Linked DNA regions of Ovis aries: region 1 is linked to region 2. Evidence: chromatin contacts called from public Hi-C data. All regions are on one chromosome and are shown on one strand. Each heading gives the region's core, a stretch centred on a gene start, on an enhancer-like site or on the middle of the called end of the contact. The rest is flanking DNA. Distances are from core to core; before and after follow the strand shown. Region 1 has its middle 32 kb from the start of TRNAS-GGA. Region 2 has its middle 13 kb from the start of HECA.

Region 1 (5,921 bases), core at 533-3,032, 66 kb after region 2:
TAAACTTGAATTTGTAGTAGCTGATAGTTGCTTTAGGTGCCCTCTTTGAACTGAATTGTAGGAATTAAAGAATAAGCCATCTAAGAAATCTTACCAGGTCAACAGTTGAATGATTGGCTGGAAACATGTTTTCAAAACTACTTTGCACAGAACCTTGTAAAAAGAAGGGGGCTGGAATGGATGGAAAACATGATGATTGAATCTTTATGGGTAAAACTATGAGCTCACATAAATATTTAATACCTTAAGTTATTGCCCACCTGGACTGTAGTCAAAAATAAAATCATAGTAAAATACCAGAAAGTTTAGTAGGGCCTTAAATGCAATTCTCATAGTAGTAGCTTAAGAAAGTTTGTGATGTGATGTGAAAGTCGCTCAGTTGTGCCCAACCCTTTGTGACCCACAGGACTATATCAGTCCATGGAATTCTCCAGGCCAGAATATTGGAGTGGGTAACCTTTCCCTTCTTCAGGGGATCTTCCCAACCAAGGGATCGAACCCAGATCTCCCACATTGCAGGCAGATTCTTTACCAGCTGAGCCACCAGGGGAGCCCAAGAATACTGGTGTGGGTAGCCTATCCCATCTCCAGCAGATCTTCCCGACCCAGGAATTGAACTGGGGTCTCCTGCATTGCAGGTGGATTCTTTACCAACTGAGCTATCAGGGAAACCCTAAGAAAGTTTAGTTTGTGAATTATTGATTCTCCCTTCAATCTGGGTATCTTGCATCCAACATGCATCTTTGCCCATTTCCAGTTATTTGTGTTTACCTGGCCTCTTCCTGGAGAAGGAAGCACCCCTGTGCAGTTCATTGGATTATGCTTGGATGATGGCTGTGGACCGAGGCTGGGCACCAGGATCTCTCTGCAGGAAGGGTCCCCTGGGGTGTTCAGGTTCTGCTGCCCAGATGCAAAAGTGTGTGACCATATCACCCAGTTTGGGGTTTTTTACTTAATAGACTGTTTATTTACTAACTAACCTATTATTTGTATGTATTGAGGAAGTAAGATTGGGTCATTAGGTGCTAAAAACATTTGAAACCATATTTTATTGATCATTGTCAGAAATGCGCTATTAGCACATGTGGAGGAGTTTGTGAATACAGGGAAGGGATTGAATACTTTGAGAGTTTTCCTGGCATTATTTTCAGAAAGCCTGGCCAAGAGGACCGGCTTAGGGCATCTGCAAAGCAGCTATTTTGAGAACAAAATTCCAAACATATCATTTGTCAGTCAGCAACTCAAGAATCAAACCAAAACAGAACAATAAAGAAGTCATCATGACTTCTTCTCAGCTTAGTGACAGTGGTGATGGAACACAGGGAAAGATGGAAAACCCTTGGAGGTGGACTCGGGAGTGAATCATGGCTGAGTTCAGTGAGCGTGTTTCTCAGCTGTGGAATACAGACACAGCTTCACCACCTTTCTGTTGTTGGTCTAGTGTAGATCACTCCTCCTTCTGTCCCTGGTGCCTCACCCACTGCCTGCTTAAGGGTGAGTCCTTAATTGTGTTCTATAAACTCTGCAGTTGCTGGCTTGCCCATGTCTCACTTAAGTGGAATACTGCCTGGATCCCAACTGTAGTTAAGTTTCAAGTTTGTTCAGGGCAAAATGAACTTCCTTGTAACTTTTTTCAGTGTAACTCTCAAAAACAGTCACCAACTTTGGCAGAAGATGAGGCCTCCTTAATGACTGTACAAAGGTGGTTTTCAGGCCAACCCTGGGTGCCATGCCCGTCTTGCTGGCCGTGAAGCCAGCTAGGCCTGCAGTGCTCAGTAGGTGGCGCTCGTGCTCTCTCTGTGCCGCAGCCATCGCGGAGGGTGTGGGTTTGGGCTGCAGGAATGCAGATACATCGTCAACTCAAAGCGGCTTCCTTGGGTCGGCAGCAGCATAAACCCATTATCGGCGCGGTGGCAGCTGCTGCTGAACTGTCCTTGCTCGCAGGCAGGTTCAGAGTAAAGGCCTTTGGCATCTGTGAGGTTGGGCACTGCGAGAAGCAAAACCGCTGACTGAAATAAGCAGGTTAGGGGTCTGTTATCTGGTTCCCTGCAGATGGGTCTGGGAGCAGCTTGGAGGCCGAGACCAGAGTCCAGGAAGGCCCTTCTCTCCTGTAACTGTGGTCTGGAAAAATCTCATCAATGTGGCCAGCTCTCTAAAGCCCCATTTTGGAGCCAATTTAGTGAAAATCAAGAACATTTTGAACCAGTGACAGAATTATAATTTTTATACTTATGAGCTGGCTTCTCCTGGTCAGTCTTGATTTCCAGCATTCGATCTTATTACTGATGTAAGAGCAGTAGCCCTCAGTGCCTCCTTCTATTTGGGGTATAGAATATATAGTCACCATAATTACCACTTTTTGACAGCTGCTGCTGCTGCTAAGTTGCTTCAGTCGTGTCTGACTCTGTGCGACCGCATAGACGGTAGCCCACCAGGCTCCACCGTCCCTGGGATTCTCCAGGCAAGAACACTGGAGTGGGTTGCCATTTCCTTCTCCGATGCGTGAAAGTGAAAAGTGAAAGTGAAGTCACTCAGTCCTGTCCAGCTCTTCGCAACCCCATGGACTGCAGCCTTCCAGGCTCCTCCGTCCATGGGATTTTCCAGGAAAGAGTACTGGAGTGGGTTGCCATTGCCTTCTCCTTCTGACAGCTGAGTCTCAAGCAGTGTTATGGACTGAATGTGTTCTTCGAAGTTCTTGTGTTTAAATTGTAATCCCCAATATGATGAGATCCCCTGGAGGAGGGTGTGGCAACCCATTCCAATATTCTTGCCTGGAGAATTGCATGGACAAAGGAGCCTGGCAGGCTCATGGGGTGACAAAGAGTTGGACACCAGTGAGCGACTAATGTGATGGTATTAAGATGTGGGGCCGTTGAGAGGTGATTCAGTCATAAGGGTGGAGCCCTAATGAATGGGATGAATGCCCTTGGGAAAGAAGTTCCAGAGAGCCTTCTCATCCCTCCAGCAGGTGAAGACACAGAAGATGGCCAGCTCTGAACCAGGAAGCAGGCTCTCACCAGACATTGAATCTGCCTGCACCTTGATTTTGGACTTTCCAGCCTCCAGAACTGTGAGAAATAAATTTACGTTGTTTTTAAGCCACTCGGTCTGTGATATTTTGGTATAGCAGTATGAAGACTAAGACAGTCAACAACATGCCCCCTATTTCTAATTTCAATTCTTATAAACAAAGTGATGGGAAACCGAAACCATGGGTCACTGAGATTTGGCTTTTGCTAGTCTCTGGTAGTTCAGCTGGTAAAGAATCTGCCTGCAATGCAGGAGATCCTGGTTCAATTCCTGGGTTGGGAAGATCCGCTGGAGAAGGAATAGGCTACCCACTCCAGTATTCTTGGGCTTCCCTGATGGCTGGTAAAGAATCTGCCTGTTATGCGGGAGACCTGGGTTTAATCCCTGGGTTGGGAAGATCCCCTGGAAAAGGGAATGGCTACCCATGCCACTATTCTGGCCTGCAGAATTCCATGAACTGTACAGTCCATGGAGTTGCAAAGAGTCAGACATGATTAAGTGATTTTCACTTTAGTCTCTTTTAATAAACAATGCAAAGAAGTATAAGAAAACAATAGAGTGAGAAGGACTAAAGATCTCTTTGAGAAAATAGGAGGTAACAAGGGAACATTTCAGGCAAGGATGGGCACGATAAACATCAGAAATGGTAAGGACCTAACAGAGGCAGAAGAGATTAAGAAGAGGTGGCAAGAATACACAGAAGAATTATACAAGAAAGGCCTTAAAGACCTGGATAACCACAGTAGTGTGGTTATTCACCCATAGCCAGACATCCTGGAGTGTGAAATGAAGTGGGCCTTAGGAAGCATTACTATGAACAAAGCTAGTGTAGGTGATGGAATTCCAGCTGAGCTATTTCAAATACTAAAAGATAATGCTGTTAAAGTGCTACACTCAATATGTCAGCAAATTTGGAGAACTCAGCAGTGGCCACAGGACTGGAAAAGGTCAGTTTTCATTCCAGTCACAAAGAAGGGCAGTGCCAAAGAATGTTCAACTTCTGGACAATTGTGCTTATTTCACAGGCCTGTAAGGTAATGCTCAGGCTTTGGCACTAGGTGAACCAAGAACTTCCAGATGTACAAACTGGGTTTAGAAAAGGCAAAGGAACCAGAGATCAAATGGCCAACTGATTCATTGGATCATAGGGAAAGCAAGGGAATTCCGGAAAAACATCTACTTCTGCTTCATTGACTATGCTAAAGCCTTTGACTGTGTGGATCATCACAAGAAATTGTGGAAAACTCTTAAAGAAATGGGACTACTTAGACCACCTTACTTGTCTCCTGAGAAACCTGTATGTGGGTCAAGAAACAACAGTTAGAACCTTACATGGAACAAATGACTGGTTCAAAATTGGGAAAGGAGTATAAGGTTGTATATTTTCATCCTGTTTATTTAACTTCTATGCAGAATATATCATGTGAAATGCTGGGCTGGATGAATCCCAAGCTGGAATCAAGATTGCAAGGAGAAATATCAACAACTTACATAGGCAGATTATACTACTTTAATGGCACAAATTGAAGGGAAACTAAAGAGCCTCTTTAGTTCCTCTTTAGAAAGAGGAGAGTGAAAAAGCTGACTGAAAACAACATTCAAAAAACTAAGATCATGGCATCAGGTCTCAGCACTTCTTGGCAAATAGAAGGGGGAAAAGTAGAAGCAGTGACAGATTTTCTTTTCTTGGGCTCCAAAATCACTGTAAACAGTGACTGCAGCCATGTAATTAAAAGACACTTTCTTCTTGGAAGGAAAGCTATGATAAACCTAGAAAGTGTATTAAAAATAAAGACATCACTTTGTGGACAAACAGTTTTATAGTCAAAGCTATGTTTTTCTCAGTCATCATGTATAGATGTGAGAGTTGCACCATAAAGAAGGCTGAGTGCTGAAGAATTGCTGCTTGAACTGTGGTGCTGGAGAAGACTCTTGAGAGTCTCTTGGACAGCAAGGAGATCAAACCAGTCAATCCAGAGGAAATCAATCCTAAATATTCACGGGAAGGACTGATGCTGAAGCTGAATCTCCAATACTTTGGCCACCTGATGCAAAGAACTGACTCACTGGAAAAGACCTTGATGCTGGGAAAGATTGAAGGCAAAAGGAGAAGAGGGTGGCAGAGGATGAGATGGTTAGAGAGCATCATTGACTCAGTGGACATGAGTTTGAGCACACTCCGGGAGATAGTGAAGGACAGGGAAGCCTGGCATGCTGCAGTCCATGGGGTTGCAGAGTCGGACATGACTTAGCGACTGAACAACAACAACAATCTCTTAGTTTATGGGATGAATATCTGCCATGTTAGCAAACCTTTGCCCACCTTGCAAAGAGAGGTATTAGCTGTGTCTTTTAAAAATCTGAATGCATACAAAGCAACTTCTCAGAGAGATGAGTCCACTTGTGGGGCATTTTCTTTGTGTCTGATAAATGCCTGGCAAATATGGGCCACCACTCCTCTAAAGGGCAGGCACTTTTATCATGGCACTTTCTTGCTGGATGAGTTGTAGCCTCAGAGTCTTTGGCACATGGGAAAAAAAAACTTCTTTGTCTGGTTTCAACTATGGTTGATCTTTAACATTTTCATTGTATTAGATAATAATAAAGATCAAAATGTTAGCTGAGACAACAAAGTAGATCCCCTTGACTTGGTTCTTTAAGGAAACAGAAACTCTAAGGAGAGCCATAGGGAATAATTCAATTTTAGAGCTCAAAAGAAATGGGATGAATTCCCAGAATCTCAAAATGAAATTGATGCTCAGAAGACAAGCTGGGTGGGAATTTTGCTTCTAGTAAGGGAGGAAGCACTCATTGTAGCTGTTCTTGGCTCCAAGAACAACTAGAAAAGATGAAGAAAATACATAAAATGCCTTTGTGAAGGCCCTGGAATG
Region 2 (5,804 bases), core at 3,274-5,773:
CGAAGACCTATTACACACCCCAGATAAAAAGATGCTACTAAATTTCTTCCGCACCCTTTCTCTCTCCTTTCATTTTATTCCATCCCCTTCCACTGCCCTCTGCATTCCCTTTTCCTCCTCTCTCCTTTGCTTTCACAAAGATTTCCTAAAATTGTCAAATCTATAAAGTCGAGGAGAAACCAGCCCTCATAGAGCTGCCACTGTACTTCAGGGAGTCTGTATGTTCGTAAATAATTCAAAAAATAATTTAACAGATCTAAGGGATAAGTCAATTACAGAGAAGTGTGGCGGGTATTGAGGGCTGGGAGAGACTGCACCCTTCCGGAAGTCGGCGCAGGTCAGACAGCGGAAATGGCGGTGGGAATAGAAAGGAAGGGCGTTTACTTACGGGAGACTGGAGACGCAGAATCCACAGCAACTGGACTTTTCACGGATGAAGCGGGGCGAGTGAGGGGGAGACAAAGATGGCTGCCACGTTTCAGTGATTTTTACTGGTCCGTCAGAGTTAGGAAATGGATGTGCCTGTCCTCTCAGGGCCACTTCTGTTCTTGCCCCATTCCAGCCATGAAGTAGGATCAAACACGACTGTTGGTTCCCCCAAAGGAAATCCACCCCAGAAGCCAGTGTTTAGAGGCTGATACTCCTGGGTGTTCTTTGGAAGGAATGATGCTAAAGCTGAAACTCCGGTACGTTGGCCACTTCATGCGAAGAGTTGACTCATTGGAAAAGACTGTGATGCTGGGAGGGACTGGGGGCAGGAGGAGAAGGGGACGACAGAGGATGAGATGGCTGGAAAGGCATCACCGACTCGATGGACGTGAGTTTGAGTGAACTCCAGGAGTTAGTGACGGACAGGGAGGCCTGGTGTGCTGCAATTCATGGGGTCGCAGAGAGTTGGACATGACTGAGCGACTGAACTGAACTGAACTGTACACGAGGTTTTATATTGTGTCTTGTGTGTATATGGAGACTGGGGCAGATTGTTATGTGGCAAGTCATTTCCTTGTAAGAGGCAAGTCTTCTCCCTCAAATTTTGTTTCTCCCCCAGATTTACTCCCTTCTGTCCCCACAACTGATGCGTCTCTGGCTCCCTGACTTTCCTCTTCTCTCCCTTGCATAACACTTCCATCTTCCTCCCCTTCTTGGTCTCCTCCCCACCCACCTTTCCCCTCCCTCTGCACAGAAATATATATCATCACCCCGCCTCCTCACCCTCACTTAATACAGTCTCTAAGTGTCTGTAGTACCAAGGATGACTTCATTTGTGCTCAACAAACAAAAGATCCTTAAGCTGAAAGATCCACCCTCTTTACAGGGTGGCAGATGGATTTGAAATACTCAATTTTTATTTCTGTCACATAAAAAAATTTGTCAACCTTAGTATTTAAAAGCCCTGCTGCATGCAGATCTTAAATATCATTTTGTAATCTTGGCAGCCAATCAAAGGTACTGGGAAATAATAGAATCAATGCAAATGGTTCCCAGTGCTCTCTGACTGGTGGTGGGCAAGTAGATTTCTCAACTGTGCCAATCTTTATTGTTTTGCTAATTTTTATCTGCAGAGATTTGGGAAAGGCTACCCGCTCCAGTATTCTGGCCTGGAGAATTCCATGGGCTGTGTAGTCCATTGGGTCACAAAGAGTCAGACACGATTGAGCGATTTTCACTTTCACTTTACTTTTTGTTGTTAGTCCCAATCACCTTGCTATGGAGGTCTTTCTGCCACTCACTTGTCTAGTTCACCCAGGCTGCCCTGTATTGGTTGATGAGGAAGCAAGTCATGGTACAAAGAGCTGGAAAATACTACTCCCCTTTCACACAGGTTTGAATACTGAAGAGAAATACTATCTTCATAAAAACAACCATAAAAGCTTTTGCATTCTTTTTGTTTTCCTTTCCCTTTAAGACAAATCTTGTCACCCCCTTTTATTGAATTTGCTTAGAAATTTAAGACTCTTTGATACTAGATGTATTAATTCTTTCTTTTATATTGACAACTTCCTTTTTTGTTTTCTCTTTCTTTTTCTAGTATCAGGTGGAAATCAAACTCATGACAGGGTGGCAGATGCATATTTTAAAAATCCAGGTTAGCATGGAATCAGAGCTTCTCTCCCAAATTCCTTTTGCTCTGTGGTCTTGGATTTCTGAAGGAGCCTACTATAAACCTGATAGAACTCTAACCTCTCACTGATTCTGTGGGCATCCACATCTCATATTTGTAGACTCCTTTATTCTAAATTTATTATTCATTATATTTAATATTCCAGGTGAACTGAGATATGTACACTACAGAGAAAATGAGAATCTTTCAATTGAAGGCATGTTTTGATTTTTCAAAACATTTATTTATTTATTTTTGTCCGCGTCAGGTCTTGGTGTGGTGCGTGGACTCAGTAGCCCCATGGCATGTGGAATCTTAGTTTCCCGACCAGCAACTGAACCCACATCCCCTGCAATGGAAGGCTGATTCTTAACTCCTGGACCACCAAGGAAGTTCCAGTGTTTTGATTTTTTTAATGTGAACTTTACCATAATGAGAATGGCCTTTTAAAACAATATTCCATCCATAATGAAGGTTAAGCAGGTTAAGTATTTGCAAAATACTTGCCTATTTCCTTTGGATATTGAAGTTCCCAGAATCTCTTCTCAATGATGACAGTGATTCCTCCTCAAAATAGTGATTCCTGCTCCAATAGTTTGAATAATGAAATTGCAGTTGTGTCCCCTCTGTTCTTCTTTAGCACTTTATGCATATTTCTATCACATTATAATGAATTTTTCTGCTTAAATGAACCCCTGCAAAATTGCTTTTACTGAACTGGACTTTGAGGATAAGCCATCAGCACACACTGAGTAGTGCTGTAAGAAATAGACCTACTCCTTTCCTGTAAGGATATTATTGAGGATGCTCTTCAGGATATCAGTAGTGTTGCATTTGAAGGATCCTTGAGGGTTTTTCTGTTTGACCTTATATCAGGATTAGCTATGTTTCCTGAGCAGTTGGTTGCTTTTATCTGGTGGAACCCGTGCATTGTGTTTCTTCTTTTACAGAGCTTGCCAAAAAACTTTAGAGCCAAATTCCTGGTGGATCCTTAGCAAACACATGTGGGCCTTCATTGTATTTATTTTATGTATTTGTCTACCTCTGTTGTATGAGTCCGTCATTGCTTTCCCTTTGCGTCCGTCTCATTTTCTACTGGTATACTTCATTTTCTTTTGTTGCACATCTTTTTGTTCTCTGTACGACCTTTTGAAGAAAAACATAAGAATGAAGACAGTATCTGTAGATATCTCAACAGGATCTGAGCTCCCTGAGAGTGGACTGGGTTTGTTTCTTCATCGCTGCACTTGGATCTGGCACAAACCTTCATTATATGTTCAGTAAATATTTTTAAAATAAAGCAAATTAAGTTGCCATTATAGAAAAGAATCGTCTGGTAATTTGATCTATGGCTAAACAGCCAGCCATGTGGTAAGATGAATGGAAAGGACTGTGAATCAAATTATCACCTATAGACAAAAGGCAGAAGATTTACTATATATGAATCAAAGATAAATTAGATGAGCTAAACCCAAAGTTCCTTCTGTTTTACCTGTTCATAATATGGTGATGACACTTTTGTGACTTATAAATGAATGGTCTTGCTATCCATCTATGACAGGGCTTTGCATAAAATTGGTACCAGAGAAATACACGTTGAGTAGTTAAATCTACCTTTCTGGATACTAGGTTGAGAAATAGAATCACCTAGAAGGCTAAGCAGGAATTGTCTGGTGCTTTTTTAATCTCCGACTGAAACCTAAAAATGTCTTGAGAAATTGAGATTATTGGGACTATTGATTTAATCCAGAATTGGTACAAAAGACAACTAGCTCACTGAGCAGTGTCTTTTAATGGCAAAATGCCCAACGTTACATAGAACTTTCAAATCTTGATTAGTAATAAAATAATTTTGATCTTTAAAAGCAAACAAAACAATATGATAATATGGTTCTTTTTTATCCTACGGGGTTTCCCAGAGTAGAATATGCTACCAATTTATTAATGAGTATTGGAATTCATGGTATCAATCTAAACCAAATAAATATTGATGAGATTGCCTTTCTTTAAGATCAAAGACTTTTGTCTTTAGGGTCTATGATTTCTTCCTTCAAAATGTCTGTCATGTACATCCTTTCCTCTGGGTTTCGCTGTTGACCTCCTAATTCCAAACTCTCATGATCTCCTCCCCAAAATGGTGCAGTAGATTTTCTTCTGGCTTCTGAGCCACCACTTTTTCTATCCTGTCAGTCCTGAATGTTACTGTCAGACTATTCTTCCAAAAATACTATTTTCATTGTATTATTTTTTATCTAGTAACTTGTTATAACTTCCTACACCCACACAAATCAACTTCAAACTTTTGGGCAAAGAAAGCATTGCTTCTTGTAATCTCCCATTCTGGTTTCTAGCTGTGTACACCAGAGTGCGCTCTGTAGCAATCTTAGCATCCGCATGGGTCCCTGGTTTTGACTGTCCCTTTAAAGTACCCGTATTTGCACACAACAGGAAGTAGGGTGTGGTTTGTTCTTGGATGAGACTAAAGTTGTGTGCTGAAAACAGTTTATCCTTGACCTAGAACCAGTGCTGCTTTTACGAAAAAAAAAAACAAAACAAACTTGTTTACAATTGAAGTGAAAAGTTAAATAGCATTTTCAGTTAAAAGGAGCATGTTTGAGTAGCAACAATGAAAGCAAACTTTAAATGCTTCTGCTAATAAAAATGATGATGGCTCTTATGTATTGAGAACTTACTATGTGCTAGGCACTACACAAATGTTATCTACCTTAACTCTGAAATAGATACCATTATTATCTCTGTTTCACAAATAAGTTGTCCAAGGTCACACAGTAAGCCAAGCCTGAAATCTGGGAATTTGGCTGCAAGAATAGTTTCCTAACCACACAACTATACCAACTCCTGGTGGTGGTGGTTTAGTTGCTAAGTCGTGTCTGACTCTAGTGACCCCATGAACTGTAGCCCGCCAGGCTTTTCTGGCCATGACACTTCCCAGGCAAGAATACTGGAGTGGGTTGCCATTTCCTTCTCCAGAAGATCTTCCTGACTCAGGGATCAAACACATGTCTCCTACATTGCAAGCATATTCTTTACTGCTGAGCCATTAGGGAAGCCTATAATAACCCTTTCAGTTCAGTTCAGTTCAGTCGCTCAGTCGTGTCCGACTCTTTGTGACCATATGAATCGCAGCACGCCAGGCCTCCCTGTCCATCACCATCTCCCGGAGTTCACCCAAACTCATGTCCCTGGAGTCGGTGATGCCATCCAGCCATCTCATCTTCTGTCATCCCCTCCTCCTCCTGCCCCCAATCCCTCCCAGCATCAGGGTCTTTTCCAATGAATCACCTCTTCACATGAGGTGGCCAAAGTATTGGAGTTTCAGCTTCAGCATCAGTCCTTCCAATGAACACCCAGGACTGATCTCCTTTAGGATGAGCTGGTTGGATCTCCTTGCAGTCCAAGGGACTCTCAAGAGTCTTCTCCAACACCACAGTTGAAAAGCATCAATTCTTCGGCGCTCAGCTTTCTCCATAGTCCAACTCTCAAATCCATACATGACCACTGGAAAAACCATAGCCTTGACTAGATGGATCTTTGTTGGCAAAGTAATGTTTCTGCTTTTGAATATGCTATCTAGGTTGGTCATAACTTTTCTTCCAAGGAGTAAGCGTCTTTTAATTCTATGGCTGCAATCACCATCTGCAGTGATTTTGGAGGCCCCCAAAATAAGGTCTGACACTGTTTC

What was found. Hi-C and Micro-C count contacts between places; a contact is called where the count stands out from the background.
Region 1: a contact with region 2 is called in a Hi-C map of blood, with 2.1 times the contacts expected there. The contact joins two enhancer-like sites. A contact is called at or near these places in 6 of 16 Hi-C or Micro-C datasets (blood, hypothalamus, omental adipose tissue and 1 more).

Annotation. Positions count from the first base shown.
Region 1 is chr8:64,182,204-64,188,124 of ARS-UI_Ramb_v3.0, forward strand. No RefSeq gene overlaps it. Among named protein-coding and RNA genes, the nearest start is that of TRNAS-GGA, 32 kb to the right of the region's middle. Within about 2 kb of position 1,783, at least 9 of the 54 cell types and tissues checked have an H3K27ac peak or open chromatin away from gene starts, as enhancers often do.
Region 2 is chr8:64,113,733-64,119,536 of ARS-UI_Ramb_v3.0, forward strand. No RefSeq gene overlaps it. Among named protein-coding and RNA genes, the nearest start is that of HECA, 13 kb to the right of the region's middle. Within about 2 kb of position 4,524, at least 10 of the 54 cell types and tissues checked have an H3K27ac peak or open chromatin away from gene starts, as enhancers often do.